Linked DNA regions of Mus musculus: region 1 is linked to region 2. Evidence: chromatin contacts called from public Hi-C data. All regions are on one chromosome and are shown on one strand. Each heading gives the region's core, a stretch centred on a gene start, on an enhancer-like site or on the middle of the called end of the contact. The rest is flanking DNA. Distances are from core to core; before and after follow the strand shown. Region 1 has its middle 31 kb from the start of Gm25884. Region 2 overlaps Gm20757 (predicted gene, 20757).

What was found. Hi-C and Micro-C count contacts between places; a contact is called where the count stands out from the background.
Region 1: a Hi-C map of adipose-derived mesenchymal stem cells shows a contact between it and region 2, with 3 times the contacts expected there. The contact joins two enhancer-like sites. A contact is called at or near these places in 9 of 484 Hi-C or Micro-C datasets (adipose-derived mesenchymal stem cells, cerebral cortex, embryonic fibroblasts and 4 more) and 1 of 115 datasets of contacts at active chromatin or transcription factors (a colorectal cancer cell line).

Annotation. Positions count from the first base shown.
Region 1 is chr10:92,515,028-92,521,468 of GRCm38.p6, forward strand. No RefSeq gene overlaps it. Among named protein-coding and RNA genes, the nearest start is that of Gm25884, 31 kb to the left of the region's middle. Within about 2 kb of position 2,069, at least 10 of the 459 cell types and tissues checked have an H3K27ac peak or open chromatin away from gene starts, as enhancers often do. A contact at or near this core is called in adipose-derived mesenchymal stem cells, where this site is marked.
Region 2 is chr10:92,313,389-92,319,606 of GRCm38.p6, forward strand. The region is part of intron 2 of Gm20757 (predicted gene, 20757); the gene reads right to left. Among named protein-coding and RNA genes, the nearest start is that of Gm20757, 59 kb to the right of the region's middle. Within about 2 kb of position 2,138, at least 13 of the 459 cell types and tissues checked have an H3K27ac peak or open chromatin away from gene starts, as enhancers often do. A contact at or near this core is called in adipose-derived mesenchymal stem cells, where this site is marked.

The sequences.
Region 1 (6,441 bases), core at 819-3,318, 200 kb after region 2:
CAATGATTCTCTTTAACTTCCTCAGCCCTCCTTGGATTTTAGACCCTATTTTCTTGATTGCAATTTTCTGGAACCCAAACTAGAATTTTTTTTCTAAGTGTGCACCTCACCTCCTGCCCTGTATTTGAAAGTTCAAGGACTTCTCATCCATTAACCTGACATATTCGTATTTCCCACTCACTGTGATCCTCATCAGCTCTCTCCTCAGTCTTTTTCTCCTCTCACCTCTTCTACACATCCCACTGCCCCATTCACAGCCATATTGCTATACCAACCACCAAGGATGCTGCAAACACTACAGTCCTAGAAAGCCTCTAGTACTCTTGCCCAACCATGAAATCCACATCTCTGTTGTTCACATTCAGAGCCTTGCGTGTTATCCTACATTGCCTGCTTGATTGATTTAATAAATAATTATATTGTACATGCCCTTGGCCAGGACCTGGACAATGAGCCTTCTGAATGCTAATGCATTGAAGCAGGACAACAAGCTTGTAGGAAATGTATTACCCGCCCCCATTTAATAAGATCAGGTTATAACACTAGCTCAAAATCCCACGGGCAGGAGGAACCAGGATTCCAACTTAGAGGACGTAGCTCCTGAGTTCTAGCCCTTGCTTACAGACTGAATGGCTTGTCCCTGCTCAGTCCAATTCAGGTATCATCCCTGAACAGCCCACAACCCTGAGTTGCTAACCAATCCTTATTATGTGGTCTCACGCTCTTCTCCTCATTTAGACCATAAGTTACTAGAATACAGACACCATAATTCATCACGGTATCCGCAGCACCAGTGCTCAATACTTGCTTGATGAATGGCCCATTAAGGATGATAGATAGCCGTATTCTGTGTTCCATAGTCGGCATTAGGAGAACTTCAAAGTGAAGTACATACAAAGGTGTGTTTGTTTCTTTTAGACCGCTATGCTTCTAGCAAGCATTCTATCTAACCCACAAATCATAGGGAAACTTTGCATGTCCCTACCTCTCCCAACACCTACATTTAGGAGTTGTGTTACATAAACCAGCACTATCATCTATAATGTTGATATTGATTGTCTATTGATGTCCTGTGTCTGCATTATCCAATAGAGGGGGTATTGAGTCCAAGCCTAGAGACTCAGGAACTAAAACTTTGACCATGTTTAATTTTAATTATTTAAATATTAAATAGATACATGTGGCTAATTATATACAAACACAGCATATTTTGGAGCCACTGGCAAAGTGGTGATACAAATAGCTGTTAATCAGAAGTAACTCTAGGTGCTAGGTTTGTCTGGGCCTAAAGAACTGTCTGGGATGATCAGTGCTAAATATGAGACATTTCCAGGCACATGGAGAAAGTCAACCATGCCACTCAGTGCCTAGGCAGACCCAATGTGGCTTACACAGGAGCTATACTGGAGGTTCTGCACAGGAGCTAGAGTCAAAGCAGGAGATGCAGTTCAAGAAAGCCTGGGATTAGACAAGGGTGAAGACGTAGAAACAGGGCAGAGGAGGAGAAAGTCATCACAGAGGTAAATGTTTCAGTCTCTTGATGTTTCAGTGTGTCCACACATCCTAACACCTGGTTTCCAGCATGGAGATTTGAAGCAAACACGTGTGACGCTCTTTGATGCCTGCTCCTTTTCAAATACGTGTGCTTTGTTTTTATTCATCCGCCTCTTAGCCGGAGAAGAAGACAGCCTACTCAACACTCTTTGATCTGCCATTTAAATTCCCATTTTCATCCCATAATCTGTTAATCTTTCCCGCATCTCAGCGCAAGGTTGAATTAAATTCCCATATTGAATCCCAACATGAAAGGCATTTCTTTGTGAGAGGCTCGGGAAAATGTTCTTCAAAATGACATTTAAAACGTTCAGCTCGGTAATGGAATGATAAAACAGCGCTCCTGGTGTTAGTACACACTGGTAAAAAGAACATTTTTTTTATTAGTCAGAAACTAAAAAAAGATAGAACAAGATAATTTTGTTAAAAGTTTATTCCTACTAGACGGGTGTTATGACTCAAAAGTGTAACAGTCACTGACTCCCTGGAGGAATCTAACTTCTGAAGGAGACATCAGACAGCAAAGCCTGAGTCACACCACATTAACCACCATTGGCCAGAGAAAAGTTTGAATGCCATTGGAAAAAAATTAAATATTAGATTTTACACTTAAACCCAAAGAAGCAAGCACTGAAGTTGCCACGCAGGCTTGTGTGCACTCTTTATAGGCCTACAGACAGATTGTTTCATGTACCCCCCTTCTGTTGCTATGGTGACCCAAATAAATTCTCTCCCGAGATCTATTTCTCTCAGATGCCAATGCATCGGGTCAAGAAGACAGGCAGCCTAGCAAATAACACACTGGCCCTAAACATTCCCACACTCTCCAGGCAACTGCAAAGAATGATCTCTCCACACGTTACACCCAATCTCAACACTTCTGCATTTTTCTGATTCCACTATAGCCAGTAAAAGAAAAAAAAATGATCTCATGCTTTGCTATTTCTTTTATTTGCTTCACCATCAAAATGAATATGTGAAAATGGCAGAGAGGAAGAGAAAGGAAGAAGAAATTCTCCTACCACTTATCCATCATCTTTTTGCTCACCTTCAAGACTACTCAGAAGAAGGGAATTAGTCAGGGACTCCTGCCCGTCTTCTCTCCATCTATGAATATGACATTAATACCATTGAATATGGCATTTAATACTAAGAAATAGGACTGGTGGGGAGTAGACTGTGAAGGAAACTGAGCTACTACTAAAAAGAAAATCCTGCAAGAAGGTGCTTGACTCATAGGAAATATGCAGCAAGCTCTCTCTACCAGAAGAAATCACTTTGAAAATCTCTGACACTAGAGATGTTGTCTCTTAAAGTGTCTCGTGTGTGAGATTCCCCCCGTATATATGAAGTATATATCACATAGTGTAGCAGATTAACACGTCTCAAGATGATCACCTACACCAGCCCAGCATTCCACGGTCTATGTACAACAGGAAACATCCTAACCCCGCTTTTCAAAGGTTCAAATCTATACTGATGGGAAAACTAACTCAAGGTGTTTCAATAAGGAAGGGTAATGTGGGCATCCTCTCTCAAGTCTACTGATAATAAACAAGAGTGAATAAATATAAAATGCTTCCTCTCAGGCCAAGAACTGGCCCTGGAATGTATATCCCATCTTGGTAATCTGGGTTTGCAACTTTCTGGCTCTATGTCTCTGATGGTCCTCAAGGAGCTGGACAAAGGGGTTTTCTAGCCTCAACACTTCAAATTTGTCATCTCATCTACTCAGCATTCATTCTCTCTCTCTTTCCCTCTCCCTCTCCCTCCCCCTATGTGTGATGAATGCCCCTTAGGGGCTAACATTTAGAAATTTTGTCCCAGAGCTTGTTTCATTATTTTGGGCATCTATGAAGCATGCGTGGGAAACACCTAGCTGACAGAAGTAGGCCACTGTGGATAGACCCTTGAGGGTTAGATCTAGGCTCATAGCTCCTCTGTGATGGGAAGAGTGGCCTCTATGATCTTGCCAAGCCTTCCTGGGCATGGTAAACTGAAACCCTCTTTTAAAAAAGGGGGGCGGGGAGCCAAAATAAATCTTTCCTTCTTTAGATTGTCCCTATGAATTGTGTCCAATATACCCTACACGCACCCACACACATAAACACACACACACACACACACACACACATACACACACACACATACCATACACTTCTCCCAGTCTCTTCCATACTATCTATATAATACCATCAAACAGAGAGACTTCAGCATACTTGTGGGAAGCCGCCCTCACATTTGCCATTATAAGATGGCACTGACAGCTGTGTTCTAAGTGGTAAACATAATCTGCACACGTGCAGGGGCAGTTTTCCCGCCATGTGTTCTACCTTTCTCGTGATGACAACTGGGCCGATGGGCTGCAGCCAATCAGGGAGTAATACGTCCTAGGCGGAGGATAATTCTCCTTAAAAGGGACGGGGTTTTGCCATTCTTTTTCTCTCTCTTGTTCTTGCTTTTTCTCTCTCTTGTTCTTGCTTTCTTTTTCTCTCTCTTGCTTTCTTGTTCTTTTTCTCTCTCTTGCTTTCTTGTTCTTGTTCTTTCTCTCTCTCTTGCACTCTTGCACTCTTGCTCTCTGGCTCCTGAAGATGTAAGCAATAAAGCTTTGCCGCAGAAGATTCCGGTTTGTTGCGTTCTTCCTGGCCGGTCGCGAACGCGTGTAAGAGTTGGTGCTGAGACCCGGGACGAGAAGACCCGGGACGAGAAGACCTGGGATGAGAAGACCTGGGACGAGAAATCCCGGGACGAGAAGACCTGGGACGAGAAGACCTGGGACGAGAAGACCTGGGACGAGAAAACCTGGGACGGTTACCATCACAGGCGCAAGGAAGATCCCTCATTCCGGAACCAGAACTGCGGGTCACGGTCATAAAGGTTCCCGTAAAACAGACTGTTGAGAAGGATTCAACTGCGTGAATTCAGAACTCTTCAGCTGGGGAACGGTGGTAATGAAGTGTTCCCGTAAAACAGACTGTTGAGAAGGATTCAACTGCATGAATTCAGAACTCTTCAGCTGGGGAACGGTGGTAATGAAGTGTTCCCGTAAAACAGACTGTTGAGAAGGATTCAACTGCGTGAATTCAGAACTCTTCAGCTGGGGAACAGGGTACCCGTAAGTATAGCTTTACAAGGTAAGTCTGGTCTTGAACTTTCTAACGAAATTCAAGACAGTCTATCAGAAGTAAAGTGGGAAATAGCTTTACAAGGTATGTTTGGCCTTGAACTTTCTCTGGTGTTAGGAGCCTTTTTGTTCCTTTTCACATGTTATCAAGTGGTTAAGGCAGGGCTGAAAATTCTGGATGAAATTCAGGGCAATCTATCAGAAGTAAAGCGGGGAGAGAGAGTAGGAGCAAAGAGGAAATATGGTACACAAAATAAGTATACAGGCCTTTCCACGGGTCTTGAACCCGAGGAAAAGTTTAGGTCAGGTAAGAATACCTGGGGAGAGATTAGAAGGAAGGAGAAGGAAAAAGAAAAGAAAAAAGATCAATTAGCAGAGGTCTCTAGGAGAAGGAGCCTATACTCATCACTAGGTGAGCTCAAGGAGCCAGTTCTTAGTAGTTCTGAATCAGATGAAAAGGCTATTAGGGCCTGGAAGGCGCTCTCCCGAGCAGGTGAAGCCACTGGACAACTAACAAAGATCGTCCAGGGACCTCAGGAGTCCTTCTCAGATTTTGTGGCCAGAATGACAGAGGCAGCAGAGCGTATTTTTGGAGATTCAGAGCAAGCCGCACCTCTGGTAGAATAGCTTATTTATGAGCAAGCCACGCAGGAATGCAGAGCGGCCATAGCCCCAAGAAAGAACAAAGGTTTACAAGACTGGCTCAGGGTTTGTCGGGAGCTTGGGGGACCTCTCATTATGCGTTACTTCCATTCAGTATGAGAAATTTACTAGGGCAGCTAATTTGTTAAAAAGTCTTTCTCAGTATATGTTACAGAATTGGACGGCTGAATTTGAACAGACCCTTCGGGAATTGAGAATTGCCATCATTCAGGTCAACTCCACACGCTTGGACCTGTCCCTGATCAAAGGATTACCCAATTGGATCTCCTCAGCATTTTCCTTCTTTAAAGAATGGGTATGGGTGGGATTATTTGGAGATACACTTTGCTGTGGATTAGTGTTGCTTCTTTGGTTGGTCTGTAAGCTTAAGGCCCAAACTAGGAGAGACAAGGTGGTTATTGCCCAGGCACTTGCAGCTCTAGAACATGGTGCTTCCCCTGATATATGGTTATCTATGCTTAAGCAATAGGTCGCTGGCCATTCAGCTCTTGCACCCCACGAGGCTAGTCTCATTGCACGGGATAGAGTGAGTGCGCTTCAGCAGCCTGAGAGAGTTGCACGGCTAAGCACTGCAGTAGAAGGGCTCTGCGGCATATATGAGCCTATTCTAGGGAGACATGTCATCTTTCATGAAGGTTCAGTGTCCTAGTTCCCTTCCCCCAGGAAAAACGACACGGGAGCAGGTCAGGGTTGCTCTGGGTAAAAGCCTGTGAGCCTAAGAGCTAATCCTGTACATGGCTCCTTTACCTGCACACTGGGGATTTGACCTCTATCTCCACTCTCATTAATATGGGTGGCCTATTGCTCTTATTAAAAGAAAAGGGGGATATGTGGGAAGCCGCCCTCACATTTGCCATTATAAGATGGCACTGACAGCTGTGTTCTAAGTGGTAAACATAATCTGCACACGTGCAGGGGCAGTTTTCCCGCCATGTGTTCTACCTTTCTCGTGATGACAACTGGGCCGATGGGCTGCAGCCAATCAGGGAGTAATACGTCCTAGGCGGAGGATAATTCTCCTTAAAAGGGACGGGGTTTTGCCATTCTTTTTCTCTCTCTTGTTCTTGCTTTTTCTCTCTCTTGTTCTTGCTTTCTTTTTC
Region 2 (6,218 bases), core at 888-3,387:
CCTCTGATTCATTCCCCTCACTTTACCAAGCTCCTTCTGACAGGGTCATCTAGAGATTTTTCCATCCTGGGATACTCTTACTTTAATCTGTTTGTTTGCTTGTTAGTTTGGTTTCAGTAATAAGGATTGAGCCTAGGGCCTTGCACATGCTAGGCAAGAGCTCTACCATTGAGTTCTTCTGGCTTATTATTATTATTATTATTATTATTATTATTATTATTATTATTTATTATTGTTGTTGTTGTATGACTATAGTTTTATTTAGACCCACTGTCTGCTGATTTAGGAGTTAACCAGGCTGACTCTGAACTTGCAATCCTTCTGTCTGGAGCTTACAAATAGCTGTCTTCCTGACCTATCTGATGGAGGCTGCTTCCCTGGGACAGGCATTCAGCACTACATGACACCTGTTTTCTTACAACAACCAAAAGGATAACCTTGACAGTGGGTTGATGTCTGTCTTCCTCCAAGGATGCTAAGTTCCATAAAGGAAAGGATCACGTCAGTTTTGCTCACTGTGCATCTCAATGACAAAGACAGTATTTAAAAATCATCATCGACTGAATTAATTAGTGAGTGGAAAGCAGGAACCCACTATCAGATGGTTATTCACCATGGTTCATCTCAACACAAAACTAAAAACAATTGTTTGAATTGTGCCACCTAGCTAAATCTTGAGCTGACGAATCATTCGTTCAATAAATATTGATTGTGAGGTACATATAGAAATAAAGCAAATTTCCTGCCGTTCATGTATGGGCACAGCCTTGCTCACTTGTGTAAAATATCAGGTAGCAAATATTTTCTGACCTCCCAGCCCAGATGATCTGTACTGCAACTGTGTATTATAAGCTATGTCATATGCAAAACATTATGAATGAGTATGACCATATTGCAACTAAACTCTATTCTAGCAGGCTTGTGGTATGCTGTTTAGAATGGTATTTGATTGTCATTTGTCATCCATTGTATGAGGAGAAGTCATAGGATAGACTAAGAGCCTGCTGTTCCCATTGCTGATTCAGTAATCAGAAGGGACCCTACTGTGAGCAGGGCTCTGGGCTGGACTTTGGGGACACACAAGAAGTCCTTACTTGCCTCGAGGCAGCTCACCACTGAAGGGAAGAGATTTATGTGCCCATCCGTTTTTTTATAAGACAGCTTGGCAAATGATGCAAGGTGAAAGTCTGCATGTTACACAGGGAAAATGAGGAATTCTGAAAGCCCAGAAGACACAGGGATGTGGACACTGGGACTCCTTTAAGATCCATTTCTTGTAAATGGTCCATATTAAGCCAGGCTTCAAAAAGAGAAGCTGAAAGCTTTGGGTGGAATGGTTGTGAGGAGAAGGGGCCAGTGCCAGGGGGCCTTGTAGGAGCTAGTGAGTGCAGCCTGCTTAGAGGAACCAGAATTAATGTGGCAGCTGTTGAAATGAGGAGGGGAGGGTGGATTCCAGGGACATCACAGAGGTTCCATCTGTGAGACTGATGCTAATTGGCTTATCCTACGTGATAGGAAGAGCCGCCTGTTAACGTACAGAGAGAAAGTCATGGAGTTGTTTAGCTACCAGCAGTTACAATAGAGGCTCTGAGTCACCAAATGTCTATCCATCAGGGTCCCCAGTGACACACAGACATTTAAGGATGCGATAAAATGAAAACACTGAGGCTATAGCAGTGGGAAGAGATGGAAACTAGCTCCCTGCACCATGCGTCTTGGCAAACCAACCCAAGAAAGAAGCTGTATTGATGGATAAGGTGTCTCTGACCTAATTGTCCATCTCATCTTTGATGAGGCATCTTTACAAAGCTCCTTCTTGCCACTGACTTTCAAAGCAAGGTCTTTTGAGGGAAACACTAGCTTAAAATTACAAATCAGAGCTTGAGTTTCAACATGCACTTCCCAAATTCCTGGGATCATTGAGGATATGGAATTATAGATTTGAGGCCCAAGGAAGACCTTGGAGGTACCCCCAAAATGTACACAGTGAATCACCCTCTCTGGCACTTATCTCTTCTTTACCCTCTATTGGAAGTGTTGGTGAGAAATGAAAGAACAGAAGGCTAAGGCAGGATGCAGCTCTGAGGGAGGCAGAAACCAAGGGGAGAGGGAACACGCTCTACTGACTAACATCTGACTCACACAGATCTCCTAGGCCATCTTTCACATCTCAATTGCTTCATAAGGCTCCATTGGAACCCTCATAGAATCTACTTTACCTCAGAACCCACTCTGGGCTCCTTAGGGGATTGCTGTAACACAGTCCAAGAGTCAGAGAAAAGGGTTGAGCCTGGCCAGTGAGGCTCAGATTCCAACTCCATAGAGTAACTTCTGACAGGTTATTTTCTCTCAGAGCTTTCCCTGCATCTGTAGAGTCTCCCTTAGTGGAAGACACCATTTAGCACCCTGAAGCATGCCTGTACCATAGTGTCTCTGATTAATGGTTAAAACAAGAACACTCATAAAACTGAAAAAGCATGAATACTATATTTGAAGGCCAAGCAAGAGGCACAGAGGCAGAACCACCAGATTCAAATTCTAACCACCCACACATCTCAGCTAAAGATCTGATATTAGACATGTCTCTCAAACTGCCCACATACCAAGATTCCCTCTCTAGTGGGAGTGGTAGATGAAAGTATTTGGAGGGGGTTTAGATATAATAACAGTTTTGTTTTCTCTTGTTCGATGAGGTACCATTAAAATATGTAAAAAGTTTAGAGTGACATGCCCATGATGGGACACAAATGATGCCACAGAGTCTACATCTCTTCTGCACAGTGGTAAGAACATTCCAGGGATTGTCAGGAGGATGCAGTAGATAATGCAGTTGAGGTGTTTGGTAAACTGTAAAGCACAGGCAGATGTGAGGTGTCTCTGTTCCCATAACAGAATCTGATGACCCGCCAGCCAAGTCAGATTCTTGGTGTGTTTTGAGGGAAGTAAAGCAAAGATGTGGAACAGAAGAGGACCAGAGCCCTGGATACTGTGGGGATTACAATGATCGTATTTCTCCCGGACAGTAAATTAAGTATTAGTGAAGAGCTGCAGGGCAGAAAAACCAGCCAAGGCTTAGAGATGACCATAGCTCTCTCCACAGAGAAAAACATTCTGGACATTTCCAAAGTATGGTTCGTTGAGTACCTTAGCCTAAAAGAAACTCTCACTCCAGCCAAGTTGAAATTTCTTTAAAATAAGTCAACTTATATTTTTTCTGACTGCTGTGAAAGTCCTCCAAGTTTCCAAAAAACTACACCTATTTTATGCACTATTCTCTAGAGACTCCAACTACACCAGGTGATGAGGAAGGAACACCATAGTGGGCTTTGCATTCCTTCTCATTCCAGTTCGTGGAGACATACCATCCACATTCTCTTTTGATTATAAAGAAAGACTATGATATATTCCTCATAGGTTATAGCAAGGGTCATCAGTTGGACAAAGTCATGAGGGAAACACTGAAGTCAGTAAAAGAGAGCCCCCAAATGTTGGTGGAACTAAATATGGGGGTTAGAAGAAAGTCTCTGAGCATCCTTAATTGATATGTTTAATTGTGGTGGTTTGAATGAAAATGGCTCTCACAAGCCCATAGGGAGTAGCACTATTAGGAGGTGTGGCCTTGTTGGAGTAGGTGTGACCTTGGAGGATGTGTGTCACTGGGGGTGGGCTTTGAGGTCTCAGATGCTCAAGGCAGGCCCAGTGTCTCTCTCTTTTGCTGTTGCCTGCTGATCCATATATAGAACTCTCAGCTGCTTCTCCAGCATCATGTCTGCCTGCATGCCACCGTGCTTCCCATCATGATGACAATTGACTAAACCTCTGAAATGTCAGCCAGCCCCAATACATTGATTTCCTTTATAAGACTTTCCATGGGCATGCTGGCTCCTCATAGCAATAGAAACCCTAACTAAGGCACATTTCCAGAAGCCAGTGAACTAATGACCCAAATAAATGTGTATGTGCAAAAGGCTACAGATCTGAGCAAATTTTGTAGTTAATCTTTCGTTTGTTTCTCACTAACTTCTTTTTGGAAAGTGCAATGTATAAAGTTTAGTTGGTAACACTCATCTTCTCTTACTTCATTTTAAGGGATGAAGACATTGGCTTGCATTTTCCCTTCCTCATATGTGTTTGTGAATATACCACACACACACACACACACACACACACACACACACACACACACACACACGGGCAGAACAGACAGTGAGTGAGAGGGAGAGATAGGAACACCTAGCTTTCATCTGAGTATCTCTTGATTCAGTGGCAGACATATGATAGACTGATCCAACCCGTGGTATTCCACAGACACCTTCACAATGGGTAACATCATAAGCATCTTGGTATGTACCTAAGTCAGCATGTCAGAGGCCTATTCTCAAGAGATGGATTACTGGGTTATGAGATTTGCATGTCTAATTGTATTTCATACAGTCATGTTCTGTGCAGAATGGCATTTCCAATTACACATCCCTCTGTCATGTGCACAGGACCCCCATGTCTTCACATCTTTGCTATGGCTTTCCAAGATTGGACTTACTAATTTTTGCCCATCTGTTGGTTCTAAAGAGGCATCTCATTGTGGCTTTAATTTGTATTTTCTCTGATGACTGTGGTCTTGATTGTTCTGTCATATTTATTAGACAATCAAATCTATTCTTTTAAAATGTTCCACTTATCCCCTCCCACTATGCATCTTTTTTCATTTCTCTATTTTTATTGATGGTTGACAATGGTTTCTCATTTAATTACAAGTGACCTCTTGTTGGTTGTACACACTTAGTTCTTTTTCTACTATCAGTGTTGTCTGTAGGATCTGTATCAAAGTGAGATCTTTGTGAAGTCAAATGCATCAGTATTAGGGGTGGTGACTGGGGGCTTTGTTTGATGGATGCCTTGCCTAAGTGAAGATTACCCGAAGCTCCTCCATTTATCCCAAGTTCAGTTTGAAATAGATGACAGTGACCCAGCTACTCCAGGCCTTAGTGTCCACTCTCCTCATCCCATATAGTATGGTTATTTTCTATACCCCTGGTCATTAGGTGTTAGTCTTCTTTCTATAATATCAAAACCTGCTCTCAGTTGTTTCTAGGAAAGTACAGATGAACATATTCATCTACATTTTAGCTCTTAAGAGCAAATGCCTTTCTCAAGGGCATCATCCATGCTAACACAGTATATTTTAATAAAGTAGCCCCAGGCATGACGTGGTCTTACAGAAAAAGAACATGGAGCTTTGTGTCTGACTTCACCATCTCTTTTTAATGCTATCATAACCTTCTCTTGTGGTATTTATTTACTTTACATTTTTATGTTATTGTTAGTTGTGTGTTTGTGTGGACGTGATATGTGTACATGGATATGAGTGTGTGCATACCACAGCACATGTGGGAAGCTTTGGAGAGTCTGCTTTCTTCCTCCACATATATGTGAGTTTTGGAGATGGACCTCAGTTGTCCAGGTTGGCAAGCAATCACTTTTAATCACTAATCCATCTCACTGCCCTTCTGTGGTATTTACAAATATTACTCACAGAATAGATGAATTAAAAATAATAAGAACAAACACTCCTTTAGAGGATATATTCGGTTTAAAAGGCTAAATTATGGTTAAAAAATAAGTGCTGACATCGCAGAGATTGATGTCAACAAAGATTTCTTTCTCTCACAGAGAAGAAACATAAGTAAGCTGTATAGGATCATTCCAAAGCCTGTCATGATGAGCACAGCATCTTTAACATGTCCCTGGTCACTGAGTGAAGAGGTGCTGTTACCTCCCCCACAAACCCAGAAGCCTGGATTATTACATCTCAAATCTTCAGCTAAAACCTTCTATTGTCCTGGACTAAAACCAAGTGCCATTCCCAAGGAATGTCCTTTTTCGTGGGCACACCGTATCAAGTAATTAGCTGATGAGGACTAGAAAGGTCCAGATGTTTCAACTCCAGTAAAGAGGACTTAGAAGATCAGTGCAAAGCCACAAATCTACACAGCACATAACCTGTTGTAAAACACATTTACCTCACACCCCCTGTTTCCTTTCTTCAACCCTGTTTCCCTCATTCTTCGACAAATTCCTCCTGAAAAGTCACCAAAATAATGTTCATTTGAAAATTCCTACCTCAGTGTCTGTCTCTTGAGGAGAGTGGATCCAAAAGAGTTGGTACCAGAACCCATTTTAGGAAGCTAGCTACAAATGGAATTCTGGAGATGCATCCA